Linked DNA regions of Acanthopagrus latus: region 2 is linked to region 1. The links are chromatin contacts, called in public Hi-C maps. All regions are on one chromosome and are shown on one strand. The core of a region is the stretch at or near the end of the contact, and the rest is flanking DNA. Distances in the headings are between cores, read along the strand shown. Region 1 holds the start of si:dkey-29b11.3 (actin-binding Rho-activating protein-like). Region 2 holds the start of mdh2 (malate dehydrogenase, mitochondrial).

Region 1 (4,010 bases), core at 472-2,971:
ATGGATGCACCTTCTCTTAAGTTACAGATGCTATCAAATGCTTTGATGACATGAGCTGCTAACTGGTGTTTCACCTGGTACTACACAAATCCATGACTGTGTTTATATTTGTGATTAACTTGTGTTAGTCCATTACTTTGTGAGTTTTTACAATTTTTTTTTATACCCCAGCGTGTAGCTGCACTTTGGACAGCAGACTTGTTACCCTGTGAGTCAGCTAGATGTGCAGGATCACAAACCATCCAGCGAAGGCTTTAAGTTGTTAAAGCAGGAGAAAAAAAATAGCTCTCTGTCAAGAACAGTTCTGTAACTAAAGCACATTCAATCAGGTCCTCCTGGTGTCTGAACGCTACAGTCAGTGCTGACATGAAGTAGCAGTAGTATCTATATTTATAGTATATTTGCCACTGCATATAACATGAATCAAGGCATAAATGCTAATCCAAGTTTCTGATCACTGCAACAGAGTGATAACTACACGGTCATCCTGCCCCTGCCACAGCATCTCCCCCTCAAAGTCAACCAGCTTCTGCTTCCTCGCTCGCAGAAGGATTCCCACCAGTTTATTAGAGATGGTCACATAATGCTCAAACAGTTTCCCAAATTCCACAGTGGTCACTTTGCCGTCGCAGTCGCCTCCATCCCCGTCTTTGTCTCTCGGCTCTCCGATGTTCCTTATCACCTCACACAGCTCCTCAACCTCTCTGCTGATGTGTGTGTGAGCATCCTTCCCCCGCTGCTCCGTCATGGAGCCCTGCAGGGGCCTTCCATAGTCGTCCTGGCCCCTCTGAGGGACCACCACACTGGGCCTGGTGTCGTGACTGAAGGGGTTGTGCTTCTGGTACTCCTGGTGCTCACTGGACCACTTCTGCCAGTTCTCTTTTAAGCCTTTCACCGAAGCAATGCACACTGCAGTGTCATCACTAAACTGAGCGGGAGCTGGGATGTCATTTTCAGTTTCCATGGCCGTGGTGACCTGGCTGTTGGTCCCCATCACTGGCTCCACTGAGAGGAGCAATGAATAGCTTTAATCTGGTCATTTGAAAAGAGAAAATAATACACAAAATCAGTTCATAATCAAATCTAGAAGAAGTGAACATGTTGATTTGCATTTAATCTGTACAACCTGTCAGAGATTTGGATATAACAATCATCAAACATGATCAAACTTACGTGTCACACACTGACTCGATCCTCTCTCCACCTGCAGCAACGAGTCATTATAGCCAAAGTGCAAGTAAATCCTGTGGTGACACTGTTACTAGTTGAATTTAACAACACTGCAGCACTGCTGACAGCAGCAGGAGTGCGGATGCCTTTCTGTCCCAAGCCCAAACCAGTCTGATGGACATCTGCCTCGGCCAGTGACCTGTTAGAGAAGATCCAGGCAGCCAATCAGTGACCAGAAAGGGTGACAAGGTGCCTGTGAAGAAAAGCAGATTACAGCCTGGAGAAGTTGATCCGAACACGCAAATACAGAGCAATGAGTTATTGAGAACAGAAAGCTGCCTGTCCGCATGTTACTGTTGGGCAAAACAAACACTAAAGCTACTTAAATTGGACAAAGTCAATCAAAAAGTCACAAAACTGGTTGCCCGCCTGTTTTTATGTACAGTTTTAAAATATTTGATATCATACTGGAAGAGAAGGACTCATTCTTTTCCATGTATGGTTATTTGGTCACCAGGCGGTACTTTGAGTCAGCCCCTGGTTTCGACCCGGACCTGTTTTGAATCCGCAACAAAAATGGCGACCACCAACAGTCGATCATGCCTCCAGTACCTACTGCACCTCGCGCATGATAATTTGGACTTCAGGTTACCGGTAACCTCATTAAATTGCTCACAGTTTACACTCAGTTCTCATTGTGAATGTCTACGTGTTTTCTTGGAAACTTCGGGATTTGACAGACAACAGCTCCTCCTAGCTTGATGTGCTACATTAGCTACATGCTAATTCAAACTGTAAAAAAAAAAAAACTAAAAAAAAAACAAACAAAAAAACCAAACATCTGTTACTGCAGCAGTGGGACTGGATTTAGGCGTTGGTATCACGTGAGAAGTTGTTATTTTTAATCACATGATAGTGACACGTTCACACATTTCTCCACTTGATCTCTGAACTCTTATCGACATGTTGATAAACTGGTAATTAACACCTGATCACATGATTTATAGCATAATCCTGCTCATCTGTAATAAATATAACCATATATGACCAGTATGCATGTGAGCACACCTGGACAGATGGATATTGTAGACTTAGTGTGCAGTGTACACGTGTACATGGGCAGAGTTGTCTTAACAAAAATAATAATGATAATCCACTTGATCCTTATAGAGGCATTTCAATGATGTTTAAACTTGGGAATCAGGTTGGGAATCTTTCCTAGGAGTACTGCTCAGCCTGTATAAAACAGCTGCGTGGTTTCTAAAGTCTGTAAACATGTTTTTCCAATATTTTACTCTTGTGTCAGCCTGCCAAACAAATTGGGATTGGTGATTGAAAGATGTGGACACTCAGCAAGGAGGCTCTTACTAAAACATGCCATTACATAATGTAAATTGTATGACCTAGTATTTTGAAAGGTTGACCAGACAATACAATACAGTACATTTTTTTTAAGCTTCTGCTGCAACATGTTTGACCATACTGTCTTCAGTTTGTCTTTCTATAAACTAAAACCTTGAGTTATTCAAATAATGTAGTGATTGAAAAATATGATATTTGCCTCCTACCAGAAACTGGAAATAGTCTTGTTAAGAACACATACCTAAAAATTGTACTTAACCACAGTACTTGAGTAAATGTACTTAGTTATACTCCATCACTACTCTTAAGTCCTGCAACTTGTTCAAAGTGCAGTAGTAAATTGCTCTTATGGTCCCCTTTTAATCTATTTGTAGGTGTTTGGTTTTCCCAGTAGACTTTAATTCATACATCTGTGTTCATGATTTATGTGCTCACTCTTGCAGGAGATTAAAGCCTTGCTGGCTCTCAGAGGAAAACAGTTCCAGCCTATTGAAAACTTCAAGGAAAAGGTTCGCAAGACAAATGTAACTGCTTAAATTCTCATCCATTTTTTGATGGTTTGAAAGCTGCCACATCAAGAGGTTTCTGTTGTCTTCACCACAGTTCCCCACAGTCACTCCTCTTCTTGCCCCTTCTCTCTAGTCTCCTTTCTGGTGTCTAGGTGGTTTGTCTGAGGAGGATGTCCGCGGCATCATGGCCAGATCTGTTTGTGCAAAGTAAGTGTTATAGCTTTCATCCATCTTATTCCGTGACCTTGTTCTGTAACTCATGTTGCTTCATCCTTTCAGGTCTGCTTTTGAGCTGTGGGGCCACGGACACACCCACAGTGAACTCAGAACATCCCTCTTGAACTACCCGTCAGAGAACATGGTTGGTGATGCTACTGCTTGTGTTCATATTTCTGTTGGACAGACTGATCGCTGCATCTTCAGCAAAGCTTCCACATGAGTCTAAGCTGATGTGGTTCATTTCTGTTTGTGCTCTTTCTCCACAGTCACCGTTTATGGAGAAACACTCAACTTACAGAATCAATGTCTACACCTTCAACAAGACTCTGGAGTTCGCTGACAGAATCAAAAAGATCGATGTGAGTATTTAGGTTTGTGCGTGTGTGAAAACACAGAAAACTGAGGTGCATTTCATCTCTCAATGCCCCTGCCTATTTGCAGAACGTCATGGTCTTTTCTCTCTCGCCAGGCTTTGGATTATCTTCCATTTGAAGGCACAGTGAGCCTGAAGAGCCCTCAGCACGTCTTCTGTTTGCTGGAAGATTACGGAACAGACCCCAACGACATCCCCGATCATCCATACTACATCTATTTTGGCCGATGGGTGAGGTGCATTTACCGCTTGCTTACATTTGATTATTAAGCGGCTAGTCTGCAAATTAACGCTCTCTATTCTTTACACACTCCAGATAGGGGATGGACAGCGTGAACTGATCCGCTCCCACAGCGTGAAGAACAGGCACTTCATAG
Region 2 (4,010 bases), core at 909-3,408, 160 kb after region 1:
CCACCTCGGAGTTGACAGAAAACAAGTACAGTGTGCAGCTATCAAATGTTGAGTCAAAGGTTGCCGTGAGCCCATCTGGGTGAAGTAGTAGGGCATCACATTATGTAATAACATTTGTAAGCCATCTCTGAGAGGTCAAAAAGCCTGAAAATACTCTGTGGCAACCATCTTATCATGCCTACTATAACTTGCTCCTCACTCAAACATGTCTTTCAGGGTAATCAAGCTACAGCAGTTCTTACTTTTCACCACTGGGCATTTTGCAGACAGCAGGCCCTTTTTATTTATTACAAACTGTGAAACCTATCATGTAGCTACAACCTCACAGCAAGATATACATTCCTAACTGATGTGACTCAAGTGTTCAATTAGTTTAAACCACCTCTTTTAACCTTTCTATGAACCAGAATTGTATTGTGAGATGAAGGTGTATCATTTTGCAATTTCAGAATCAACCTGCTTAGTTTCATGAAAAAGTGTCCACAGCCCTTCACATTTAGCCCGTTTCAGGTGCACACCTTCAAGCCAAATTGTATCATAAAAATGTTTGTATCATAAAACAGAGAAATAAAAAAACATTTTCTTAAAGCTAAACTTGTTTATTGGTGGAGTAGGTACTTTTGCTCATCAGTAACATCTATGTGCATCAACAGGTAAGATGACAGTATTTCCCCTCATTCATTCAGCAGAGAGACTTCCACTACTGAAGACTGTACATGAAAATATATTGAGATATTGTTTCAGTTTGACATTTGCAAAATAGTCAAGTCACAGTACAGTATGTACACAAATCATAAGTGCAAGGGTAAAGCCATGTTTAAAAAGTAAGGGAAATGATACACAGGAAAGATGATCACGGTTAAAACCATGATTTCTGGATCAGCCGACCCTACTGCTTTAACAGAGATGTAAGAGGAAACACTGTGACAGATGTTCAGATTCACCCAGATGCCTTTTAAGTTAAGACGCAACAAAATATCAATCACAGCGGTTTGTTTTCAACTAAATCAGTGCCCCCAGTTCACTTCATTTTAGCCACAAAATCCTCGCCCTTCTTGATGGAAGCCTTAAGCTCATCCATGGAATCAGCCACCAGCTTCTCCTCAAAGGCAGTCAGCTTGCCCAGCCCGAGGTTCTTCTCTATGCCGCCCTTCCCCAGGAGGATAGGTGTAGAGAAGTACTTGCACTCCGTCTCCTCGGACCTGACATAGGCACACTCCACCACACCTTCCTTTCCATTCATGGCGTCCAGGACGGAGAAGGTGAAGCGGGCCCCAGCGTAGGCCATGGAGAGGGTAGCCGAACCAGCTCCAGCCTTGGCCTTCACCACCTCTGTGCCAGCCTCCTGGATCCTGCCAGTCAGGGCGGACAGCTGGTCAGCAGGGAACTCCACCTTTGGTGTGCACTGGGAAATGAGGGGGATGATGGTCTTGCCTGCGTGACCTCCAATGACTGGGACACTAACACGGGCTGGGTCAAGGCCTTTCAGCTCTGCAACGAAGGCGTTTGCTCTGACAATGTCCAGAGTTGTGACACCAAACACTCTGTTGGGGTTGTACACTCCATGCTTCTTCATGACCTCTGATGTGATAGGGACGGTGGAGTTGACAGGGTTGGCAATGATGCAGATCATGGCCTCGGGGCAGTTGCGGGCGCAGGCATCGGCCAAGGTGGCTACAATGGTGGCGTTGGTGTTGAAAAGGTCATCACGAGTCATGCCTGGTTTCCTTGGCACGCCGGCGGGAATCACCACGACGTCGCAGCCCTTCAGAGCAGCATCCAGCTGGTCGGGACCCATATGGCCGGTTACATGGGCCCTTGTCTCGATGTGGCTGAGGTCCGCAGCCACTCCGGGGGTGTGAGCGATATCGTACAGGGAGAGTTGACTCACCAGGGGGCTGTTCTTCAGGAGCAGAGACAGCGGCTGGCCTATGCCGCCTGACGCTCCTAGCACGGCCACCTTGGCGTTGTTCTGCGTCGAGGTGGACAGGCTCCGGGCGAGGCTGACGGTAGGTCTGACGGCGCGGGAGAACATTTTGTTTCTGTGACTTCTTTTATTACTTAAATGAAAACAGAAGTACCTGAAGAGCCCCTCTCCTCTGTGACACCAACGTCCTCTAGCCACGAGCGAACAGGAAGACCGCTAACTGACATGCGTCGAGGATATGGGGGTAGTCGTGCGATGTTGCGTCAAATTGCGTCAGCGCGTACTGTTACGTCGTCGTCTTTATTTCAGCCTCTTTTTGGGGAGGAAAACAAAGCCAGTTAACAGTGGAAGTCGGTAAATTAGCATTGGTAATCAGCGTCGTTATACGAGTTACAACTATACACCTGACCAACACAGCAAAGTACAACGGTACGGTAGGTACGCAGACGTTGCCTTGTCTCCGTCGCGAGAAAATGCTCCTCCTAGCTGTTTATGTCGCCATGCTAAAATAAGCTAACGCCGTCAGATGATCTCCGTCTATTTGCTGGAGTCACCGAGCTGCCATCAGCCTAGCCAGTGTTAGCTACAACAGGTCTCATTGTTATGGTCGCTTTGCCAGTCGAGAAATCCCTTTGTAACGTTACTGTTTGACTTCTGACTGTACGGGTAGCGGAAACATCAATGCTGCTTTCTTTTTTTCAGCTGCTTTGCTATGTGTCTGACGTCAGCTAAACTAGTTTGCTTATAGACTGTCACCAGTGAATGTGAATATCAGATCGTTAGCTGTTGATTTGAGTCGAGTAACGTTAGCTGTGTTCACCACAGCCCTGTCATAAGGCCAGCTGGGTGAACGCGAACTTGCAACTGTGCGCTGACACAGTTCACTACTTGTAGTCAGACAGTTAACAGAGCTGCCCTTTGTTTCACAGACTTACGTAAACCCTTAAGGTTTCGTTTCAGTCATAGTTACCGTTAAGTGAATTAACGCTAACTCGTGGCTAATCCGTTTTAACATCATTGTTTACATGCAACCCGTTCGTTACATAAAGTAAGGCTGTCAAATAATGGATATTTAAGGAATATGTTGATAATGTGTGTCAAAATCATACGTAATTTCAGGACAGTATGAAAACAAATGCATTCTCACCTACATTCTCTTTTCTTTTTGGCAGTTTGAAGGTCCATCAGCTCTCCTCATGATACATCAGCATTAAGGGTATTTCCAGTAAGTATTATATATCATGTGTGTCAGCCTTGTTCCAGGTAGCAGGTGGCATAAAGATTAATGTATCATTTGATATTTATAATTGTTAGTTTGGCTTCTAGGAATTGCAATTGAGTGCTAAATATGATCATGACACCAGCAGCAAATGAAGTGTTTTGTTTTTTTTTTTTATTGCAAATGATATACCTTACCAGTCAAAATAATTCCTATCTTGAATGCTAATTTCTCCTTTTTCAAAATGAATTTTTAAAAAAAGAATCCTAACACACTATAATCTGTATTATGATTGTCCCCTTTCCTCAGTACTTCCTAAGGATGGCTAGCTGTGGGGAGGTAGACCACTCTGTTAGCTCTCTTCCATCCAGTAAGAAAGGCAGCAACAGTGGTGGTGGAAGTGGGAACAGTGCAGAATCATCATGCTCTGGCTCCAGCAACTCATCCCCAGCCCTGTCTGTACCGGAGTGTGCCATCTGTCTGCAGAGCTGCGTCCACCCAGTCCAACTGCCATGCCATCACGTCTTTTGTTTCCTGTGTGTGAAGGGAGCCTCCTGGCAGAGCAAGCGCTGTGCTCTTTGCAGACAGGAAGTGCCAGATGACTTCCTGGAAAGGCCCACGCTCCTCTCTCCAGAGGAGCTGAAGGCGTCGGCGGGAGGTCGGGCCGGAGCAACAAGTGACCACGCCTGGTATTATGAGGGCCGTAATGGTTGGTGGCAATATGACGAGCGAACCAGCCGCGAGCTGGAGGACGCTTTTTCCAAGGGCAAGAAAACAGCCGAAATGCTGATAGCTGGTTTTTTGTATGTAGCCGACTTGGAGAACATGGTGCAGTACAGGCGCAACGAGCACGGTCGTAGACGC

Evidence for each region. A called contact is a pair of places that touch in the nucleus more often than the background predicts.
Region 2: a Hi-C map of muscle shows a contact between it and region 1, with 6 times the contacts expected there. The contact joins the promoter of mdh2 here to the promoter of si:dkey-29b11.3 in region 1. A contact is called at or near these places in 2 of 4 Hi-C or Micro-C datasets (liver and muscle).

The regions. Positions count from the first base shown.
Region 1 is chr17:10,404,794-10,408,803 of fAcaLat1.1, forward strand. It overlaps si:dkey-29b11.3 (actin-binding Rho-activating protein-like), which reads right to left and starts at 1,722. Exons shown (of 3, transcript XM_037075130.1): 1 at 1,639-1,722; 2 at 1,174-1,423; 3 at 1-1,032. The coding sequence starts at 994. The coding sequence ends at 455. trmt11 (tRNA (guanine(10)-N2)-methyltransferase homolog) reads left to right here and starts at 1,641. Exons shown (of 13, transcript XM_037075129.1): 1 at 1,641-1,824; 2 at 2,976-3,041; 3 at 3,175-3,248; 4 at 3,321-3,402; 5 at 3,527-3,619; 6 at 3,730-3,864; 7 at 3,950-4,010. The coding sequence starts at 1,669.
Region 2 is chr17:10,562,116-10,566,125 of fAcaLat1.1, forward strand. mdh2 (malate dehydrogenase, mitochondrial) reads right to left here and starts at 2,159. Exons shown (of 1, transcript XM_037073642.1): 1 at 584-2,159. The coding sequence starts at 2,035. The coding sequence ends at 1,022. LOC119005750 (E3 ubiquitin-protein ligase rnf146-like) reads left to right here and starts at 2,217. Exons shown (of 3, transcript XM_037073640.1): 1 at 2,217-2,356; 2 at 3,100-3,152; 3 at 3,456-4,010. The coding sequence starts at 3,468. It overlaps rspo3 (R-spondin-3), which reads left to right. Exons shown (of 6, transcript XM_037073645.1): 6 at 1-438.